2 separate regions of the Sus scrofa genome follow, and region 1 is linked to region 2. A link is a contact called in public HiChIP or PLAC-seq data. All regions are on one chromosome and are shown on one strand. Each heading gives the region's core, a stretch centred on a gene start, on an enhancer-like site or on the middle of the called end of the contact. The rest is flanking DNA. Distances are from core to core; before and after follow the strand shown.

The links. HiChIP or PLAC-seq counts read pairs in DNA pulled down with a chosen protein or histone mark.
Region 1: a contact with region 2 is called in an H3K27ac HiChIP or PLAC-seq map of skeletal muscle, with 7 times the contacts expected there. The contact joins the promoter of RUNX1T1 here to the promoter of TRIQK in region 2. A contact is called at or near these places in 2 of 5 promoter capture datasets (fetal liver and fetal skeletal muscle), 2 of 47 Hi-C or Micro-C datasets (embryonic fibroblasts and heart right ventricle) and 1 of 2 datasets of contacts at active chromatin or transcription factors (skeletal muscle).

Annotation. Positions count from the first base shown.
Region 1 is chr4:44,596,491-44,602,896 of Sscrofa11.1, reverse strand. RUNX1T1 (protein CBFA2T1) reads right to left here and starts at 2,605. Exons shown (of 15, transcript XM_021089123.1): 1 at 2,045-2,605; 2 at 1-1,441.
Region 2 is chr4:43,703,490-43,709,710 of Sscrofa11.1, reverse strand. It overlaps TRIQK (triple QxxK/R motif-containing protein), which reads right to left and starts at 1,872. Exons shown (of 5, transcript XR_002343224.1): 1 at 1,737-1,872.

The DNA.
Region 1 (6,406 bases), core at 1,356-3,855, 890 kb before region 2:
TTTCAAAGACTTATGGTCTGCTTTGAGTTGTCCAAACATTAAAGAAAAAAATAGACTGTTTTCTCTACTGCTTTTATTAGGTATGAACCGGACACAAGAGAAACTACATACTCAAACTCTCCCACTCAATATTTAGCTTTTTAAATAAAGTGACCGCTGTCTGAATGGTTTACAAAAAAAATTATTAATGCTTAAACAAAGACTTTTAACATAAAGTTCTTCTCTTAGTATAATCTTAAGATACAGTCAGTTTTTATGCACCCAGAATGAGCCTGATTCCTTGATTATTGGTTGGAATTTTTTACCTTTGAAAGAATAAACCAAAGAAATATCAAATAATAAATAAAATACAAGTAAAGCTATGATATAGACTTCAACTTCCTCAACATCCATCCTGGTCACAAAAGAAAAGCTTAGGTCAAACTAAGATTCCCTGATTAATACTGGGTGAGACTCTCAGACATCCCTTTTAAAATAACCAATAAATAATCAATAAAATGAAAGAAAATTAAAAAAAAGATCTTTGATGCACTACCTATGCTATCTGAAAGCCCTCACGATGTTAAAACTAGAATAGACATTAATGATAAACACGGGAGAAAAGATCCATAGAATTTTGAATTTGCTGTTCTTTGTACACATCATATCTGACAATCACCCAGGTTTAGGCAATGAAGGTTTAAGAAACTATTGTGTTTACCGATCTTTTCTAAAGAACTGTGTGACAGGAGAAACTGGGCACAACAGAACATTCACATGGGTCAAGGCAAAGAGCTGCAATAAACTAAAAGAAGGCCCCCAACACTAACAAACCGTTTATCACAGAGAAGCTGGTCAATTTGTATTCTAGTGAGTGTGGACTCACTGGGCACAGACCCAGTTTCACTCCTGTTCTATGCAAAGGCAGGGGTATGATAATAAAAGCCACTGAGTGCACTTATAAATGGTACAGATGTTTAAAAGGAGACTAGGAGGGAGAAAAACCCTGTAAAACAGATTTCAGTTCACACAGAAGGTAGAAAGAAAACGCTTTCGTCAGCAACCCAATCTTTATCAAGGGATAAATCAATTTGCAGCAGCTGTGGACAGCCATTTATATAAAGGCCCTGGGCAGATTAATTAAGGGAAGCGAAGTTAAAAATTCAAGGGGGCCCACAGTTACATTAAGCACATGAAGGTGGTCTGGCGTGGCCTCCCCAACCCTCCTAACCTTCCCTCCCTCGCCCTGGACCCTGTAGCTGGTCTTCAGTAGCTCCTTCACGAGGAATACTAGCGATTCCTAAATGCGACACTCTGTAGCCAGGCTGGGGCTCCTTGGGACTGAAGGTAGACAATCTTGAAGGATAGCTATGCTCAAAAGAATTCTGTACTGCGCTTTGCAAGGAATAAGGAAACCAAGGGCTGTAAGGCTCCGCAGCCAAATCCTCCAAACTTGAAAAGCCTGGGGGCGGGAGCGGGGTGGGGGGGGGGAGGAAGGGATATATTTTTAGTAACAGTCTTGGTTCACATCCTACTTCCCGGAATCAGTACGCAAACTTTTCCAAGGGTTGACTGCACTTACCCTCCTCCCCCCACCCACCCTCCAAAAAAAAGTTTCAAAAAACGGATTTAAGCGCCTTGTACCCATCTAACCATACTGACTTTAGGCGTCCTGGCCAGTTCAAAGTCTGACAGGGGAGAAGGGTCTGGGTGCGCAAACCAACCCAGCCCTTTCAAGGTTCGCAAAGAGAGCAGTGGGTGGCAGGGCCCGGAAAACGAAACGAATTCCCAGGACCCGGCTCCCCATCTGGCCTCCGCCAGGCGGGAGCTGCAGAGCACAAGGCTCTACTGCCCATTCCGGAGAGCTACAAGCCGAGTTAGGGCTGCGACGACAACACCCAGACGGCCGGGGCTGCGGGGCCCGGGGCGCGCGAAGGTCGGGACAGGAGCTACGCTGCCCATCGACCCCGGGCGGCAAAGCTCCAAACCCGTCACGGGCGAGAGACGCCGAAAGGCGCTCGAGAGGCTGCTGCCCGTCCCCTGGGGGCTTCCCACTCGAGCTCACCAAATGCCCAAGAGGAACACGGAAAGTTCGCAGGTGGGCGCAAAGCGCCTGGGTGCTGCTCGAAGGACCCCGACCCCAATAGCAGCCCGGTCTCAAAGTTAAGATTCTTCCTCTTCTGCTCCCAGAGCTAAGTTTTCCACCACCGAAAAGAGCCTTTCCTTCTAGTTAAAAAAAACAAACAAAAACAAAACACGGTGACGGTTTAGGGCCACCTGCCAAACGCACCGTGGATACCTTGACCAGTTGTTTGGTCGGGGTAAAAATAGGTATGATCTCCTGTTCACACATCATAATCGTGGAGAGGAAAGAAAACTGTTGTAACAGGCAGTGCGGGGAATCTAAGAGTAAAAATTGCATCCTTGGTGGCCCGTGAAGTTCAGTGTCAAAGCAGACTGGAGTCACTCGCAATGTTCTTCGCTCTAGTGCGTAGTTCTACCCTAGTTCAGAGACAATTACAGCCTGGAGCCTCTCAGCCGAATAATCCAAAGGAAGATGACAGTCATCAGAATAACAATTAATAGCAACAGCCTGGGGCCCGTCCCCGCCACCCGCCCGCCGGCCCAACCCTCCCGCGGGCACTTACACTGCACAGGGCCGGAGAGTCCCACCATCCGCCACAGGCTCCGAGCTGCAAATAAAACTTCCCGTCGTCTCTGCCTGCCCGCAGGGGGACTAGGCGAGGGCGCGGCGCCGCTCTCCTCGCGAGGCCAGAGTGTCCGAGGCCACTCGCCCACGCGCGCTTGCCACGAGGCCGTGGAGTCGCGCGGTGGAGCGCCTGCGGCCGCCAGGCGCTGCGCACTGCGAGTGGCGGTGCAAGGAGCCCGGGTCGAGGACGCCAGCCAAACGCAGCCTCCACGCAGAACCCAAGACTTGCGGAGCTCCGCTCCGCTCCGCTCCTCCCGCCCACCCTCCCTCCGCTTTTCTGTTGTTGCTGCTGTGGCAGACAAATGTGATGTGGGGCGCAGGGAATTGCCACTGTCACAGGCGGCGTCTGCGTCTGCCTCACCCGCCCTCGCTCACTCTCTAGGAAAGCGACGCATTTATCTGCAGGGCGGCCGGGCGTCCGCCGGGGAGCAGGAGCGCCGCGCGCTGTGCGCTGAGAGCGCCCGCACCCGGCCGGCTCCGGCGCGCGCCCGCGCCCGGGGCGCCGGGGCAGCTCGGGAGGGAGGCGGCAGCAAGGCAGCTACCAGGTGCAGGGAGGAGGGCCCGCGGCGGGGCGGGGGAAGAGGTGGAGGTGGGAGACATCTGTGTCGTGCAGGGGTCACGGAGGTCAAGTATATGTTAACAATGGGCAGGCTCGGCTCGCTAGGGCGCGCGGGCGGGCGGCCTCCCTCCTGGCCTCGCCCTCTCCGGAGCAGGCTGGACGTGGGGCTGGCTCCCTAATGATCCCTTCCCGGCCGCCTGCTCTCCTGCGGCCCGAGTGCCCTGCAGTAACCCAAGACGACCACTTTCCCCGGCCATCTGGAGCGCTCCTGGCTGCCCTGCCTGTGTCTCATCACTGGCTGGAGAGACAGCTCTGCTAGAAATCAAGCCACTCTCAGATCTCCTCTCTAATCCCCTTCTGTTAGCTGATTTCCAGACTGACTATTTGCTTTCGCATTAGATAATAGCCTTAGAGAAAACAATTATCATTTTCTTTTTTTCTCTTTGTTTTTCTACTTCTTCCATAGTATACCATTAAGAGGGGCCTCTTTCTCTCTCACGTTTTTGTTGGATGTATCCCCCTTCTCCAGACATTAATATCAATAATGGGGGGAGGGGAGTCCCTAAGGAAAAGATAGGGTGAAAGAATTCCAGATATTTCCAGAGTAAATAAATAATCTCCCAGTGAACAGGACTGAGTGACAGTTTGTACAGAGCAAAAAGGGTTTGAATAATAATGAAAATATTAATATGTAGGTCAAATATGATCAGATAATGGCTTTCAATGATAAGTAAAATGAAATCTTTTAAAATTATTATGGAACAGTGCCACAACTGCAAATGTTATTATTTTAGTTCAACAATTTGAAATCCTACTCTGAACCTGTTTTTTTTTTTTTTTTTTTCCCCAACTGGCCTAAATCAGCGCAAAATGTCCTGTGTATAAGTTTCTAAATCTCATCTTTACAAAGGAAGAAAATGCTTGAGATAGACTCAGAGTGGGCCTGATGCAGTGGGAACTGATGAGACATTCCTGGGTTTTATTTTTTTAACGGTGCTTCAAATATTTAATAGTGTGTGAACTCCCTTCCCCCATCCTTTTAAACCCAGCTGGAGCTTCCAATTCTGAAGTCTTTTCAGACTCTACTAATTTTTTTGCAATTCATTTTCAGAAAACACTCATTGTACATTCTGCCTTCTCCTTGGGACATTTGACTAATGAATTATAATGGATTAATGAATTGTAATGTTAACTCTTGGTATTTGATATGATGCTGTTAATTTGTATCTCAAATTTTATCAAGTTGTACGTTCTATAGTAATTTCTGTATTACAGCTCCTTATTTTTTGCTACCCTTGCAAACTTAACAGCCTGAAAAATCTTAAAATATAAAATTTTTATGTCTGCTACTCCTTCTTGTAGGAAATAATCAAAGCTTACTTATGTATTCTTTAAAGAATCAAAACATTTTATTACTTCATTATTCTATTACTTGTATTACTTCTTCTGTCCCCAAATTGAAAACCAAGAACTTAGAGTCTGGAACTACACATTTATCCTTATCTAAAATTAATAAAGTGACATCTGAATTAGGATTTTTTTTTGTGAAATACTGTTACTTCTAAAATCATATTTTAAAATTTAGAAATAAAGTAAATCAACAGTTTGGGACATTAAAAAAAAGGGAGAAATAAAATATGCATATCATGCTACATTTTTCTTCTTCCTGTAAATTGTGCCAAAATAGATGTGAAAGCATAATAGAAACATTAAACTTCAAAAATCGATGGAAAGTAACTTGCAGGAAACCAAAACCGAGTGACATTTTCAGGCTATATTCACACTTTTATAAAATTCTTAAAGGGCTGTCCCTTTTGCCAGGGATTCGTCTGGAAAAAATAATAATCATTGTTCCAGTTATGCTTGTTTTTTTAAAAAAACACTAACGTTTTCTACTCAATTTGACTTTGCATCAAACAGGATATATCACTAAATCTGAGATTTTAAAAAAACTCTGATAAGAGCAGCTGAAAAATGTGTATCCTTATGCTGATGAGGACTGACTTCGTATATTACTTAATCCCACTTTCCTGCAAAATGTAAGACATTTTTCTGTAGGATTTATCCTTATATTATCTCCTAACTCCTTTATTTGGAGCAAACAGTAACAATAGGGACCAACTCAAGCATGAGGTTGATTACTGAATTGCAAAATCTAGGAAAATAAAGCATATTAAATGAAAAGGAAGGAGCTCCTAAAGTTTGGGAGGAGGGTGTGAAAACTGTACAGGTCTACAAAATGTTTGTAGGGTAACTGGCCTTAGGGTGGGAAATACACATGACCTAACATTCTTAATGCAATAAAATATTAATTGATACATTTTAAAAAACTAAGGAGACAGGAATCAATATTAAGTTTTTATCTGCCATTCACAAGAGAGATCAGGTGTCTGTGTTTTCAGAACTATTATTTTGCTGAGACAAAAAAATAAATAAATAAATTTTTAAAAAAGAAAGAGATCATTTAGAAAACTAGTCAGCTACCACCCTACTGAAACCATTAAATTGAAAATTAAATACTCAATAATGTGTTAAACTATAAAAAAACTTGCGATTTTCTTTTCCTCACAGATTTTTTTCTCACATCATTAAATGTTCATTGTTGTAAAGTTACCTAGTTCTTTCAGCTTACAGGTTTTTTTTTCAGTAATGTTACCTAGGGATGCTTTTTGTTTTCCCTTAAGCCAATCCTAAAAAAAAAGCAGGGAGCATTCAATACAAATTTCAGATGAGTGCTTATTATCTTCTTTAAAGATATGTGAGTCACCTCTCACAAAAAGGAATTTCTATACAAAATGTAAACAAGCCCTTAATTAGCACTTTCAAAATTCTTTCTTATACATATTAAAGTTTAAATGACTCCTAAGCTGCGATTTTCTACATACCTTGAAAAAGTCCTCCTGTGTGACTAGGTTGATGAAAATTCTTAATTACCATGTTATTATTTCTAACAAAATTATTACATTTGTAGAAAAATGATAAATGTAAAGAAGAGGAAGCAATAATTACATTTTCCTAAGAACTTGCCCTATTTGTAATTTCTCTTTCTTTTGCTGTATAGTTTTATGTAGCTTAGTTTTTGAACTTTGTATGGACAAGTTTTTATTCCAAATCTTTGCAGTTTTGTTATTTAATTTGTTTTGTTTATTATTTTTAAA
Region 2 (6,221 bases), core at 623-3,122:
GGGAAACTATGGTAAGGTGCACTATGGAAAAAAGGAAAGAGACCCAACTTTGCTCCCAGCCAAGTATTTTGGATATAAATTACTCAGTCACTCTTTAGAGGCCAGGTAGGAGGGTAATTTCCTTAAAGCTCAAGAAGCTGATCAAAAACAGATGTTCTTTACCCAGGGTCCACTTATGCTTCTAATTTTTCCCTTAGAAAAAGGGGAGAGTCATTAGCTTCCCTTGGCTTCTCAAAGTGGTATATGACACCAAAAAGGTCATTCATGGTTGAATTAGAAGGTAATCTTTCCCAATTCTTTCAGTTCTTTTAGGCTATGTTTATATTTGAAAAACTAGTGATACCAAAAAAGAAATATCATGCAAGACTTCTCAGGTACTACCTAACCAAAGACAGAATCAACAAGAGATCATATAGACAAAAAGAAAGTGTAATCTGTAACAGTTTACATCTCTGTAGATCATTACTTTAATAACACTTTTCCAATCAATTATTCCTCCTTACTGTTTTTATAAACAAAGGACATCTAAGTATCTCCACTTTACAGATGAGAAAACAGTTATGAGGGCTATTGCCCACGGAGAAGTATTTCCTAACTCTGCCAGATGCTGACTCCTAGGCTAATCTTCTTCCCAGTGACAACAAGCAGGACAAGATTCCTTCTCAGGAGATTTACACAGTAAACCTAGCAGAAGGAAGTAAAAGCAGACATTTAGCTCCTTTTTGTTTTCTCTCTGGAATGTTTGTTCTGCTGAATCATTTGGGGCTAAAAGATCCGGGCAAAGAAGAGATTTGAAAGGGCTATCTGTGGTTACTATCTCATAGTTAATCATTAAATGTGAGCCAGCAAAGCAAAAGAGGGCTTTATAGGTACCACAACAGGGACTGAAAGGGAAATCACAATTTAGTACCTGCACAATAATGAACTGCCTCAACTTCCGGAGAAGCTCATTGATTGGGCTCAGACAAGCAGCAGCTATCAAAAAGAATTCCAGGTGGAAGAAATCAGATCTCCTATCCCCCTTTTCCTAATCATCCATGTGGACACCAACATCCTGTTGGTTCAGGGATTCACCAAGCTCTTTTCCTAAAGACTCATCCCAACCCCCACACTCCTGGCAATAAAGCCACCTCATGCTGCTTGAAGCCCTTCTCTGCACATGTTTTGGTCTGCAGATACTTGTTCATTTTAGAAGCGGAGGCAGAGGAAAGTGTTGAGAGGAGTTATGTGGAAGAGGGAAGGCCTGAGAGTTAGCTAAAGACGCAAAGAGCAGCTCAGTGAAATTAGCAGACGCGAATTAACTGACAGCACTAGGCAGCCAACCTCTAGCCTAGAGGAAGGCCTCGGGAGTGGGTGGGACTAAGGTTTCTAGGCCCCAGCAGACCGCGACAGACACGCTGGCAGGGCGGGAATCGAGCGTGTCTTAGCAACCGCAGCAGCCACTCCCACCCACTGCCTGTATCCCGAGCCCGCCATCCCCAGCCCCACCAAAAAATTCCTGCTCTTCGGGATGGGGTCCTTAAGTAATTACCGTACCTACGGGTTTACCATGTACCGGGTTACTCCTCTTCCAGAATCCCCCCCTCCACCAAGCCCGCCCAAGTGCCGCTCCCAGAGGCGGATCGAATGTATCCTAAAACACATTGGGGCCCACTAAGGAAGTGCGCCCGCTTTCGGTCCCGGACCCCGATCTTCCCTGGCAGGACCTCCCCAGTCCCTTCGCCGGACACACACACCTCAGCTCAGCCAACGCAAGGGCCAACAAACTACGTGTCCACCTGGAAATGTTGCGATCGACGGTCCTGTCACTCAGAGGAAGGGGGCGGGAGGAGCCTGCTGCACACCCCTACTCCCAGAGGGCGGTATGGAAAAAGAGGCGGGGCTCGACAGAGAGAGGCTGGACCAGCTTTAACTTGCGCTCCGATTGGTCGGTCTCTCTGCGAGGAAAAGCGAGAGCTCTGTGGCATTCCTTCCTTTTGACGAGATTGCCAAGCTTTGATACCTGTCTCACTAAATGACTGTAGTAACTGAAAATAAGGACTGCAGCTTATTTTATAAATATAAAATACAGAAATACGTGATTTTGATTGCTGAACTTTTCTCACCTGATGGACATACACACACACGCACTTCCTATCCACACTCTCTTGGGAGCATCCCTAGATAGAGGGATAAACCCTCTCTGAAAACAATGTTGTTTGCAAATTCAAGCTTTTAACAGACTGATCAGTTTAGTAAAGGTGATTCCTGAAGCCTGACCAACAACTAAGTTTTGGAGGTTTGTCCAGGTATTCAGTTTTCACACCTAAAAAATGGGAATGAAATATTGTTATTAGTTATTATTTGGAAAGCATTTGACAATTAAATGATTTATACCTTATATAAACCTCACAACACCCAATGAGAGATGTTGTCTTCAGCCTATAAAAGAGGAAACTGGGGATGAGAATTATATTGATTTGGTCGTTCTGCAGTCATTATTTTTATACTGTGGTTAAATGAATTTAAATTTCTTAAAAAATATATGCGACTTCCAATTTATTTTTTTCTCTGCTGATATATAAGCCACTTTCCTCTAGGCCAGGCCGTCATATCTTTAAAAACAAACACACAAACAAATGAAAACCTTGAGAAAGGAAACAGCATACAAAAAAAGAGGAGACAAGTATTAATAGACTTAACTAGAAGGGTCTCTGAAATCTTCCAAAGTATCAGGGCCTGGAATTGAGTCTAAAATGTAATTTTATTTCTGTCCTTCTAAATCTTTTGTTGGACTCCAGTTTCTCTTCCAGAAATAAAGGTAGTGTTAAATGAGATTATCTTAATACTCTTAACCAGAATTGCATGAGTAGCTTTAAAATAATAAAAATCCTTTTACTTTATTCCAATAGAGTACCAATAGTTAGTATATTATACAATAGAGTGTTTAATTCTATATTATAGCAGAAGTGTTTATCTTGTCAGATATAGTAGTAGGAAACGAAATTTTTAAAACTAAAACAATGCCTCTGGACAAGTGCTTTGAGATTCAATGAAAATGGCCACTATACTATGACGAAATTATTAGAATTAAAAAAACACACATCCCAACTGCAGATCATTTTATCCTCTTGTCCTGGTGAATTTCCAAGTTCTAAAAGTTTGCTGGCTATGAATTCCTCTGTACAAAAATGTTGATTTGTGGAGTTCCCGTCATGGTTCAGTGGTTAATGAACCCGACTAATATCCATGAGAGCGCGGGTTTGATCCCGGGCCTCGCTCAGTGGGTTAAGGATCTGGCGTTGCCTTGAGCTGTCGTGTAGATTACAGATGTGGCTCTGATCCCACATTGCTGTAGCTGTGGTATAGGCTGGCTGCTACAGCTCCAATTTGACCTCTAGCCTGGGAACCTCCATATGCCTTGGATGCAGCCATCAAAAGACAAAAAAAAAAGTCGATTTGTATGACTCATGATTCCCATTGTTTCTTTAATCTTTTAAAAATATTTGGTTTCACACTAAAAAGAATGTTATCTGATTATATATTAATAAGTACAATATATAAATAAATACTGTAATATTTAAATAAAAATGGTGAATTATTTACTTGAATCCATTTTCAATTGCATATCATGTAAGTATAGCAAATGTGTTAGTTTGAATATTCTCATATATATGAGATTATACATTTAAATAAATGTATTGTCTCCATGTAAATGTGTAATCATTGAAATAAACACAGCTGTATATTCCCCATAAGTAGAGTTCCAGATGTTTGGACCATATATATTCAAGTTTCTGGAACTCTACACCTTGGTGTCTATTTAAACATCTAGTGAAAAACAGTGTGCTACATATACATAGGAATAAATTTTCAAACTGTATCAACAGTGAGGTAATAAGGTTAGAATAGTGAGTAAGGAGTCTGCCAATGAACTTTTTATCTTGAACATATTCTTATGAGAGATCTTGTCCTTGCAAATTGTCAGCAAGTGGTTTACTGATCTATAAAGTAGGCACTAGCCAAATTACCCTGCATGAATATAACTACTGCAAGAGTCTTGCAAGCAGCTTTCAAAATAATTAAAGTCCAAAAACTGTTTCAAATTAAACTTTAATAGTCTCCACTTTCGTGTAGGACATTATCATGTTTTCCATGTCTCAATTATTTATTTTTCAGTTCATGATTCTTCACCAATATTTGGAACACATATAATCTAAAATTCCCTCATAGGCATAAATATATATTAGAAGAAATTATGACAAATATACTAACCAAATACCAAATAAAATACATATAGGGACAATGAGCAAGAAATAAATGGCTTCACAGAAAATTAAAACTTCCAAAAAAATGTTATGTATATGCTTATTTCTTTATCATATAATGACAGATTTTTCATTTAGTTAAATTTATGGTAAAAGAAATGTAAACTAGAATCTAATAATTACATGTGCTAACATCTTTGGTCTAGATGAATGTGCATATAGATTGAAATTTGAAAGAATCATTTTGGATCAATTTGCAGGTTTTATAATATTGTCAAAATGTATTAAATTCATTGACTACATTAAATTAAGAAATATAATATCAAATTACTTAATCTTGTTCAGCTGTCTTAAAGTTTGCCTTAAATTTTAAAAGTTGGATTATCCAAATTTACTTTCTCAGTTGCTGGAACTGGCTGCCTGGAATTAGTCAAACACATATATCACTATTCCGATGGGAACAGTCAGGAGGAGATTTGGGTGAATTTCATTTAAAAATTTTAAGAAATGATTTTTCATGTAAGTTTGTTTAAGAAATGACTATGATCTCCAGTCTATGCTTGAAAGTCTTAGTTTTAATCTATTGCACTCTATTTAGATCACTTAATAAAACCTGGGAAATAGATGGGCTTTCTTAAAGAAAACTTTCCTTTTCAAAACTCGGAACATTAATAAACTTTAAAAATATCTTGTCAATTTGTATAATATTTGAAATTACAGTTATTAGCCATATGTAGAATGTAGAAAGTAGTCTATGAAAAGAACTGACCTACATTATTAAATACATATTTCAATTTTTGTTTGCTTTTTGAATAGTAAAATGCAGTATCTCTGAAATTTAGAAAAAAGACCTCAAAATATTCTTCAGATGATATAATAACATATGCAATTATTTTGTAAACACAGAAAAATGTGGGTCACATATTTCAAATATTTTGAGGATTTAATTTCAAACTTACAGTTGCCAGATATTTCTTTAACGGGCAAATGACATATACATAAAAAGCACACTTGCAGCCAGTTAAAAATATTCACATTTACTTTTTTTCTCAGTTTATTGAGCATTTAACATTGGGTTAATACCAATGACATACTTCATGAACATTTCTGAAATCTGGATGCAGCTTATAATTCACTGATAGATTTTCTCCTTAGTGATACAGATAATAATATGCAGCCCTTGTGTATTACTGCCCCAGTTTCTCCAACTCCAGTATTCCAGAGTCCCCTTACTATGCTTCAGTTATTTCTTTGCTCATAGTCACTCACCACTTTTTAGTGTAATTTATACATAATTTACTTATTTACTATGTGAATTGTTTATTATCTTTCTTCACCTCGGAATGTAAGTTGCTTGAGGGTAGAGATCCATTTTGTCAGTTTTATTAATTGCTCCCTAGTGCCTGAATCAGTGCCTAGCTTCTAATAGGCACTCAACAAATTCTTTAATTAAATTAATTGTTGTGCATCACTATAATTGATTTAATTTCTTAATCTAGTCTAACACATAAATATGCCCCAATTCCTGCATCTATTGTCCTATGATAGTGCTTTGAGACTGATTCTAGGTGTGTTCAATAACGAATAGTTTTATATGAGTTTCCTGGTGTACATTTGCAAGAGTTTCTCTTTGATTTATAATCTGGAGTAAAACCACAAATTTGTAGAATGCATGAACATTCTAAATAAAAATATAATACCAAATTGTTTTTCCAAGGTATTGTATTTTGCCTTCCTGACAGAAATATTTCTGCAATTTAAATGTTTTTCTTTTCAGAAAAGCAAATTTTGGCTTTGTTAATTTTCTCTAAAATTTATTTACTATTTCATTGATTTCTGCTTTGTTATTTCTTTTTTTCTACTTAATTTTCTTATTTTTCTATGTCCTTATGGGTGTAAACTTTAAAAATTAAGTTAAACTTTTATTCATTAATAATACAAACATTTAAAACCAGAAAATTATCTCTAACAAGC